Regions from separate parts of the Anser cygnoides genome. Here region 1 is linked to region 2. A link is a contact called in public Hi-C data. All regions are on one chromosome and are shown on one strand. The core of a region is the stretch at or near the end of the contact, and the rest is flanking DNA. Distances in the headings are between cores, read along the strand shown.

What was found. A called contact is a pair of places that touch in the nucleus more often than the background predicts.
Region 1: a contact with region 2 is called in a Hi-C map of liver, with 3 times the contacts expected there. The contact joins the promoter of LOC106033034 here to the enhancer-like site in region 2. A contact is called at or near these places in 5 of 7 Hi-C or Micro-C datasets (fetal liver, granulosa cells and liver).

The regions. Positions count from the first base shown.
Region 1 is chr7:36,737,628-36,742,888 of Taihu_goose_T2T_genome, reverse strand. LOC106033034 (dual specificity protein phosphatase 13B-like) reads right to left here and starts at 2,004. Exons shown (of 5, transcript XM_013176341.3): 1 at 1,759-2,004; 2 at 1,503-1,647.
Region 2 is chr7:36,674,238-36,679,331 of Taihu_goose_T2T_genome, reverse strand. No RefSeq gene overlaps it. Among named protein-coding and RNA genes, the nearest start is that of COMTD1, 18 kb to the right of the region's middle. Within about 2 kb of position 2,336, at least 1 of the 3 cell types and tissues checked has open chromatin away from gene starts, as enhancers often do. A contact at or near this core is called in liver, where this site is marked.

The sequences.
Region 1 (5,261 bases), core at 755-3,254, 64 kb before region 2:
ACAAGGTGGTGTAGCTTTGCTTGTTAATTTGCATTCATTTCAAAAATCTAATTAGCATTTTATCATTTCACTCCCCTTTCCTTTGTGAGAAAGTGACAGAAGACACGCTAATGGGAGAAGCTCTGAGCAAGCAGAGTAGGGTTGAAAGAGCAGTTTCTTTATGAAATATTCCTGTAAAATTAAGGAACTCAGCTCTTTATGTGTTCGCTAGCACTGAAGACACAGCACAGCTTGCTTAAAGAGAATTTTGGTGGGAACAGGGCATTCTGAGAAAAGAGCTAATTTATGGCAATCCGTTGCTGTAAATCTCAGGTCCATAAAGCTAAGACTGAGCTGGACAGAGGACATGGTGGCAGGAAGGTACCTCTGGGAAGTCCTTGGGAACTGAGCATCTATTGTCAGCAGGGTGGGAAAACTCTGTCCCCCATTTGGGTAACTTGTTGTCTGTGCTGGACTTCCACATTTTCCTCCCTTTTCATTTGTTGATCCCACTGCAACAAAACAGGTTACCATCATTTTAAGTCCAGGGTTATTCTTAAGAGCTTTAACTTCAAACATGGGATTGCTTTCTCTTGAAGTCAGGTTTTATGAGTCTTTGCAAACAGAGGGGACAGCAAATGGGGAGCATATTCTAGAGGTCTGTCTAGCACATTTGTTGCCTTCATTTAACCAAATGTTTGAGTAGTGACTGGAAAAACCCTCTGTCCTCTAAACAGAGGGGAAACATAGGTTTGATGCCAAAGCTTTAGGTCACATTCCTTTCATCTTTATCTCATATTCAGACTGGCTGTCTGACATTTCTTCCTGTCACTTTGATCTTCTATTTCATAAGAATTTACATAGGTGTATACCGTATGTATCTTAGTTCAATATCTAAGTCCTGCAGCTGTTTCAGGAACCTTCCGCTTGAAGTTCCTCAGTAATGGATAACTCCTTGGATAGCATTGCCCAGAGAAAGAAGATGGAAGATCATAAGGTTAAGGTAGCACAAAGGAGGCAGATCTGCTTTTTCCAAGAATACAGTGAACCAAAATTTTCCTGCAAAATAGAAATTAATACATGTTGTGCTGTTCCAGGCTGCAGAGAATAGTGCCATGGTCACAGATGGCATAAGCTGGTACTTCTGCCTTACTCACATCATCTCATTTCTTAGAGATCGAATTTACAGCAGCTGAGATAAAGTACCCTTCAGGGTATTACATTCATCTCTTTCATAAATCAAGAACCACTTTTTGTTACTAGAGATCTGAGTCCAGAAAAATAGGAAAACATATGGCATTAGGCTCTGTAAATGGCCAATTGGCATGTCTTTACAATAGCTGTTTGCGGATTTTTGGCTGCTTCTCAAACCAGAAAGTAACATTTTGTGTGTTTTGTATTCTGATGAATCAATACAGAAAAACTCAAATAACAACAACAACAACAGTGTTTTTTCAACTGAAAACTCAGTCCTTCTCCCCACCCACTAAAATACAGCATTGTTCCCATTTCTACTTGCTTACTTTTTTCTCTTCTGTTACAGAAGATACACTCCGGTCATTACAGTGGGCCATGTGTGATCCTTGACACTGACTTGGATGTAGTTTTGTGGGCCACTCCGTATCTTTCAGGATGCTGCTATCCTCCCTCTTACCATGGAGACAATATCTGTAGAAGTAGATAATTAGGCTTACCCAGTGGTTGAATGAAGTATAGTTAATGCTTCTAAAGTAATCTGTGATTGCTTAATGGAAGTGCTGTGTTAGAGCAGTGGCTTACCAGCATTTGGCCTTGTGAATGTACTCAGAGGTGGTATAGAAATGCGTGCCAAGGTGAAAGTCCTCTGCAGATATTCCATAACAATGACTTTCCTGGCCATGGAATGTTTGGTCCCCTTTGCTTCCGTATGCAAAATGTGCAGCATTCAGTACTCAAGGGACACCAAGTCTCCACAGGTCTTTCTTGCCTTGGGCTATGAAGCTGTGGAGAATCGTGTATGAAAGCTTGTGACAAAAAGCAGCGCAATATATCTTATTGCCTTGTAACGTCTTAGTCTGCAAGAGCTTAGGGCCTACCACACTTTGAGACTTGCATAGGAAACAGTGATGTAGTTAAAAGTAAAAGGTTGTGATTTCTGAATATACTCAAAATAGGTGTAGAAAAAATATAACTTCCTGTAAATTTAACAAGTATTGCAGGCTCCATTTGACTACAGTCATTGGGAGTTACTGGCCCAAACACCTTGCAAAAATTCACTTCATGAGGTAGCTCAGGTCCTCCTACAATTGGACTTGAAGTACAATGCTGAAATAACCCAGTCAGGTTTTAGTACAGCCTGTAACCCTTTTGCCCCAAACTGTGATTGTGTCATATTTCTTTGCTGGGGTGGTATTAATCTTGTTAATATGGCTATATTCCACTTGTTAAACCTGCCTATTTTAAATTCACTGTCAAGTTTAATTTTTGCAGGATGTTTTACATCTTGTGCCCTGAGTTGCTTATTGTGCAGCACTTATAAAAATATTTTACCTTTCAACCCAAAGGGTCTTGGCCTTGGCCTTTTGTATCAGCAGTGGCTGATAGCAGACAAATATTTAATAATCGGTTTGTTGACCACTTCAAAGTCCTCCAGGATGAAAGACATCATGTAAAGTCAGCCAAACCTGCTTTATTTATAGTATATATTATATAATGTTATCATGTGTAGTATATAATGAATTATATTTAACTCATTTAAAGAGACTGACCATCAAAATTCTGATAAAGTCATAAGGAAAAATGTCTTATAGAATACAGCTTTAATTCTAGATTTATCTTTAATTGCCTGGTAGCTCCTGAGGAGCTGCACATAACTGGTTCCACAGGAACAAGCAGTGACAGTTTATGGTACTGCTTTGGGTTATATGGCACGAGCTGTGGCACAAGTCCTGATGCTGGCACAGGTTTGCTCAATAACAGAAACAATCACTGTTTGTTGACTTCACTGTGTACTGGGTAAGTCCCTAAATGCAAATTCTCTCTCTCCCACACACTTCCACCTCAAGAAGATGCTATGAAACCTTATTCTGAGGTGCTGTTCATATTTGTTGAATTGATGTTGGTAGCATACAGAAAATTCCATTGATAGTACTTGATAAATTTCTAGTTTCAATGATTGCAGTCTTTCACTCTTTATATTTAACCTCCATATTATAGATCAGCTGTTGCATTAGCAAATCTCTTTGCATTTTTATTCATCTTGGCTGAAAGTTCATCTTTTACTTACTATATGTACACACTGCTATCTATACATTTTTTCCCACCATTCTTTTTTTTTAATACATAGAATGCATTTAGAAATACACATGGAAGGATAATATGTAACATATATCCCCATGGGCATTAAAAGGATGTCTTAAATCTGCACTTAGAAGAATGTCTAAAATCAAGTGATGGTGTTGAGACAAAAAAGTCCGTAATTTATTTTTTTTTAATTTCCAAGTATAGTCACAAGGTTTAACTGGAAAAGAGAAAGCAGGTTTCCCACTCTCACCACCAAGTCAGAAGTTCATGGAAGTAGATAGGATTTTCACAGCAGATTGAAGGTAGTGAAGGACCACTGGGCTTTTCTGTTCAGCTTTTTCACAGCTAAAAGATTCCTACTTTTAGCTGTAATCAATGGGCAATTAGTCAAAGGATCTTTAGTTCCTTCTGCTTCTCTCCTTTAGGAATTATTATAATTTTCAGTTATTTCAACATGCTTTCAACTTGCTGGTGGTGTAAAGAATGTGTTTTGACAAAAAAAACTGAACACTAGGCACATTCACTGCAGGTGACTGTGTGTTCCCTTCATGCTCCAGAGTGAAACAACCATCTGTACAAGTCTGAGAAATAAACAATGAAGTCTGGTGTCATTCAGGATGTTCAGACATTTTGTCAGAAATTTCAACTGAAAATCAGCTTATAATACAAACAGCAAATATTGGAGTACTTTATTATTATTATTTGAAAATTGCCATTCTAGTTAAAAATAAATTGAGAAAATGGAGAAAAAAAATCATGGTTCAATTTTAAGGCTACTCAGAATCATGATTCTGCCTTGTGGTCTACATGTTAAATGCTGCACCATTTAGAAAATTGTTTTTTCTTAATGATTTTAAAATAATACAAATTCATAAAGATAAATTTGGTCTCAATCCATTTTAGTCTGTTTTGAAGGTTCTTCTTTAATGGGCAGTCATTTTGCTTTCTTCTATGCTAATCTTACATCTATTTTAAGGCAACTAAATTTAACAATGCTGACTAAATAAAACAGTTGGTCAGCATATGTTAACAAGCACTACATTCCTCAGCCCTTCAGCCTCAAATAGCACTTATGTATTGCCCATGTGGAGCTTAGGCCACTCATCACACACGTGCTTCAATTCCACCTTGCAGCTGCTCAAAATACTTTGTGATTCCTGGGCAGAGGGAGTACAGCTCAAAGCGTTCCTGAGCGACTGGGTCTGACCACCTCCAGGCACCGGCCCCCCCGTTGGTGGCCACACACAGATTTAGGCAGTGGAGAGCCTGCTGCTGCAGAGCCAGCAGGGGTGGCTTTGCTGGAGTGTGCTCTTCACTTGATGTTCCCAAACAGGTGGCTGTCTCTAAATGTGGCACGCGCCCGGACGCCTCCCAAGATGAGCTCAGTGTTGCATCCCCAATGGAATGGGAACAGCCACAGGAAAACAAAACCAAAAACAAATAAACCGAAAAACACCTCCCCCCAGAAGCAATAGTGCTGTGCTTGCCAGCACGGAGCTCTCCCCATGAAAGAAATGTCAATGAATGCAGCCAAGACGCAGTCCCCAGTGCCTCATGCTACCCAGTTCTAATAATAAGCTACTGGGAAACAGGGGACAGCTCATCTTAAGGGCGAGTTCAAAATAAAGACCAGGAGAGCAGTTGTCCTGGGCCTCACCACAGTCCATCGAGTTTGACTGTGGCCATAAGCAGATGCTGATGGAAAATGAGACCAGGCAAGTATGAGATATACTGCTTTCTAATACTGTCCCAGCTTCCAGCTGGCTGCAGCTCAGGAGCTTCCAGGTCTGGTCACAATTTCTGTGTATTTGGTAATCCTGAGGGGATTTCTGTTCCCTAAATGTTCCCAGTTACTCCTTGAATTTTTGTAGGCTTCTACACCCTGCAGCATCCTGGGGCAAGGCATCACACAGCGCACATAACCCCCTTCCTCCAGTTCCTAGCTTGGCTTCTGCTGACTTTGTCTCTTACCTTCAGCTATTCTACTTGAGAATAAGGGA
Region 2 (5,094 bases), core at 1,087-3,586:
TAGCACTTGGGCAAATAAAGGACTGTCTTTTGCTTATGAGCGATGCCTTGCATCCTTAAACCAACGATGGCTACGGTACTGTTGTTGCTCTGTTTTTTGGAGGGTTTTGATAAGGCTGTAGTGGTCTGACACTTGGTCTTTCAGGAACCAACTACCCTAGCCCTTTTTTCACTGTTCGCTCATCTCTATCCATTGTTCTTGAGGTTACGTAACAGCCAAATGAAACAAAAGCAGATCTTCCGAGTTTCTCTTTGCTTCTTCCTACAAATTAGGTATGGAAAGCCTGAACACATTTATTTTACTGTTTCCATGTGCATCACTTCACTGGTCGTTAGCCTAGAAACCTTAAGCAGTTCCCTTTGTTACAATGCTGATAGGCAATGGGAGAATTACAAGAGCTCTGCAGTAGTTAACTGTGAAAATGTTGAGCTTCCTAAAATATTGTCATAAATTGCTACCTTAAGTAAGAAAAAGAAGTTTGGTGTCTTATCTCTTGGCATCTCACAAGTAAGGCTTATAGAAATGGCTTTCAAACTTTCTTTTCAAGTATGTTACAGAAGCTAGTGGTGTAACTGGAGTTTTGTGGTAAGGAATGGTGGTAGTTTAAATAGCTTCACTTTATTAGAAAATGTGAAAAGCCTTAATGATAACTTTCAGTACTAGCCAGACTTTCCGCAGCTGTTGTTCTGAGCAAAATAAAGCACTTGAGATAGTGACCTGAAGATGGATGTGCATCTTGTTTGTGTGAACTATAGCATTGCATTCTTCCCTGGTACAGCTGGAATAGTGGTTGTCTGTGTGCACATTGCAAGGAGATGTAATCAACTTTGCTAAGTAAAACTCCTTGCATATGAAATTACATCCTCCCCACAACTTACTGAGTGACTCAAACGTTTATTCTTCCTATTTTGCAGAAATTTTCCAGGTTTTATCAACTAACATTGCACTCACAGATCAGCTTGGTGTAATATATTCTTAAATCTGCTTTTTGTGCACTACAGTCTTAAGAAACCAGGAAACTTGTTTGGAATTCCTTTGGGCGTGGAAGCCTTTCACACCCAAACACTGGGGCCTAGGTTTTTAACTTTCCCTTGGGTATTGCTGGAATAAAGCCAGGTAGCAACAGAGTGCGCATACTGCCCTCTAATGTCCTGTTCTGGCGCTTGGCTTGCTACTGGCAGTGCTCTGTGTGCTGGCACAGGGTGCTGTGTTTGAACCTACAGTGACTGCACTTTTACAGGAAGTAGAACTGAACAGATAAGACTGCAATGTGCAAATGATTCAACCCTGTTTACGTAAAAGGTCCTTGCTTCCTTATATCAGTCAGCGAAGACAGGAGCAATTCTATGCAAGGTAAGCCACTAATTGTTGATTAAAAAAAAAAACATCCTGGGTCTCACCTGTGGCAGCAGTGATTTAACAGCAGGTACAAATGCTTCCTGTGAACTACCAAAAAGGAAAACCCAAAGAAAAAATCTGGTTGGGTTCTTCTGTGGCATGAAAAGGCTGTATTTGTTGCAAGCTGTTCTAATGTGTTCGTCAGCCTCCCTTTGCCATGGAATATTTTTGTTCCTGATCTGGAATAGGAATAAAAACATAAAGCGCATCAGTTACTGTAGTGTGTGTGTGTTCGTTGTGTTGTAGTGATGTTTCCCTTATTACAAAGTTCCTGGGCCTGCCTTAGGGTTGTCAGTCTTTATACAGGTTCGGTAAAATGGAAAGCAAAAAACAACTAAATTCATTTTTTGTGAGCTTAGTGTGTAACTAGCTTTTGCTTTAGCTGTGAGTATGATACTAACACTCATATAAAAGAGGCAAAAATGTCATGCACAGCAATTTCTGGAAAAATAATATGCACTTCTAAAAAATACTGTTAGAATGTGGGGTGTTTCTTACAGATTCAGTAAGATCATCCAGATTTCTTATGTACACTCATATTTAACTTCTAGTGTTAGGAAAAGCACTGGCAGAGCTTTAAAGATGGCAAGCAATCAGACTTCGTCTCAGCTCCAGCTGTTTGACCTTTAGCATTTTCTGCTGAATTCAATTCTACCGAAATACTTGCAGTACAATTCCTGCCGGTTAACTGTAGCGCATACAGCAGAAATCTTTCAACAGTCCGTGGGTGTTGTGGGTTGTTCTTTGTCCTGGGTCTGTGGGGGAAGACCCTGATGCTGAAGTAAGGACTCTGCCTATTTAATTCCGCATTGTTGGTGACTCAGAGAATCTTTCATGTTTACTTAACCTCTGCCAGAAGCATTAAAATTTAAACAGCTATTACTAACTTTCATTAATCTTATCTGGTGTGCTTCATGGAGCTAGTCTGGGTGTGCTATGTGAGTCATGGGTACAAGTGCTCTATCTGAACCCCAGCCTGGTGTGGTGAGGAGAGTGGAAGGCGTAGCTCACAAGTAACTAATGGCATTTGTCCCTAGACATTTTATTTTATCCATGGTGGTGTTATTGAAAACACACCTTAACCAAATCTGTGTTAGGCATGCTTACATTTTTCATTTGAGAAATCAAAAGTTGTGCTGTGTTTAGGGCTTGGATGTTATCCAGGTAAGAATTTTGAGGAGGGGTACTTTTTTGGTAGGGATGAGATCAAGGAGTTTTCTCCTGCAGCAGTTGAAACAGCGTTGTCATAATTTACTGTCTGCTGTTCCCACAATCTCTTAAACGTCCCGGTAGGAGCTAGGAGGGGGTGGCTGTCCCCATAGCCCGGTCGGGACTACCCGGGCTGGGCAGGGGCCGTGCGCCACCAGGCTGGCCTGTGGGGCGGGTGTGCCACCTGGTGGCCACTGCTTTCCTTTCTGATCTCTCTGGGGAACGAAATAAAACCAGAGCTTCTTTATTTAATATTTCTCTCATACCTTTGATTAGCTCATTGACCGAATAGGGACATAATATTTGCCGTATGCCTAAGCCTGGTTCTTAGATAAAGAAACAGAGCTGGAGGGGAGGGAAACCTTAGGCCACAGCACCCAGCTGTCACCCGCACCCGCGTGTGTGCAAGCAGGACAGTGTGCGTTGACGCTTGTGGAGCCTTGGTCTGGCTCTCCAACACCAGCAGCCTGCAGCCACTGCCTGGGCTCATCCCCGCCCTAAAAACACGGGTTGAAGAGGCAGGTTATCTCCTTGTCTGGCAGCCTCAAAATGGCTCGAGGGCCCTCGGTTTCCACCAAGAAGATCTGGCTGCTCATGCCAACAGAAGGGCAGAGTGTGCCCTGTGTCAGAGGCCAGGAGGCAAAGGGGAGGAATTCGAAGCATTGCCTGACCTGGGGTTTTTCTGTATCAGGCAGCTGGTGGCACCAGGCCCCGCGGTGCGGCAGGACAGACTGTGGTGGCAATGCACCACAGGGACACACAGGTCGTTCGCAAAATCTCCCTACACCGTCTTTCTACAGTTAACTTAAGTCCCAATCAAGCAGGAACAGGGGAAAGAGCCAAGCAAATCCACGACCAGAGCCTGTCCTGTCATAAAGCACATGTATACTTTCATGAGGCAGCAGTCCCACACTAGGAAGCTGTCGCTGGTTGTTCCCCACTGCTGTGACGAACAATTGCACCGTGATCCCTGCCACACCGAGCGATCGGTTGAAAGCTGTCTCACAGGATATTCCAGTTAAGGGCGGAAGATGAGGTAGGTTTTGTCAGGGCTGTTTTGTTTACTTTCATGAACGTACAAAGTCCGTGTCTTGGACAAAACCAGAAGGCCAGCGTGCCCATGGGGCTGGGCCGTGACTGCGCAGCCAGCACTGCTGTCCCAGGGCTACCACTGCCTGCTGCTGGGGGCTGCCTCGCCTCACCCCTCTCCCCTTGGCTCTCATTAGTCTTCAGGCCTCATTCCCCAGCCCCAGTGCAGTGTGTCAAAACCCCTTCTCTAGGCGTTTTGAGCCCCTCTGCCCTGCCAGGACCACCTGCTGGGGTGGCTGCCTGGGCCTGAGCAGAGTCCCACTGACAGGGGCAGGGGTTGGGGTGGCTGTTCGCAGGCCCCTGGGTGAAGGCTGCAGGGTCTGTGGCGGCTCAGATGGCTGCCCTGGGAGGTAATCAGCAGCTGATGGTGGGCTGGAGGGCAGCAGAGGGATAAGCTGTTTTAGCATCATGATGATTTCTCAGATTTTTTTTATTATCTTTTTATTATTATTATTTTTCTGTGATGGTGTTGTGAAGGCCAAATTTACAGGTTTTGTGAATTTCTTTGTCTCTACCTTTTTGAGTGGATTTGGTGGGTTATGATCATGAGGATCACCTGGTGTGATTGCCACTTCTCTAATTTATCAGCATCTGCTTTTGAGAGTGAGTATGTGGATGCTGGTTGCACCTGGGGTGTTCAGCCAGTGGGGTCAGTTCTGCCTGGTTGTCTTTTTGGGGGTTTTGAGAGTCTTTCCTACTAGAAGACAGCACCAGGTAGGTGTGAGGCAATGTCTGGTGTTTTGGGAGCCAGTGTTTCATGAAATGTTTTTAAGTAAACTGTAGTTCACAAGCAACTTGTTAGGGTGCTGTTATTTAGCCTGGCTGCAGGTTTGCACTGCAGCCTTTGTAAAAGAAGGCTGATCTCTTCCTATGTTTGCTCAAACACTTTATTTTTCTTTTATTTTTTTGGAGTTCATTGTGAAATGTGCTACGACATTGAGTCTGGTGCAAGACTGGTGGGTTTTCTGATGAAACCTAACACTTTATAGGAAAGGTCTTCTCTCTATCAGGGTATATGAGTGTGCTATTGGATCTACTTACATCCCTTCTTCAATTTTTCTTCCTCCTGGGGGCTGTTTAAACACTCTGGCCCAACATCCCCGTTTCCTCTTTGCCTGAAGCAGTAGCAGAGAAGTGTGCTGTGGCTGCTTGTAGCAGTCTCTCCCAGCAGCACACCTATGTCCCAAGAGGTGCTGTCGTGCCATGGAGTGAGGTTATTTGGTCACTTATATGAGACAAAACATAGCTTGCCTCATGAGTAGAGAGTGATGTTCTGCAGGAAGCAAGAGCCACTACCTTGAGAGGTTTGTACTTTAGGCCACTTCAGGGTCTTCTTCTTGAAACGAGATCGTTCCCAAAGTTCTGCCTGGGATTCCGGGATTTAGAAATAGGGAGTAC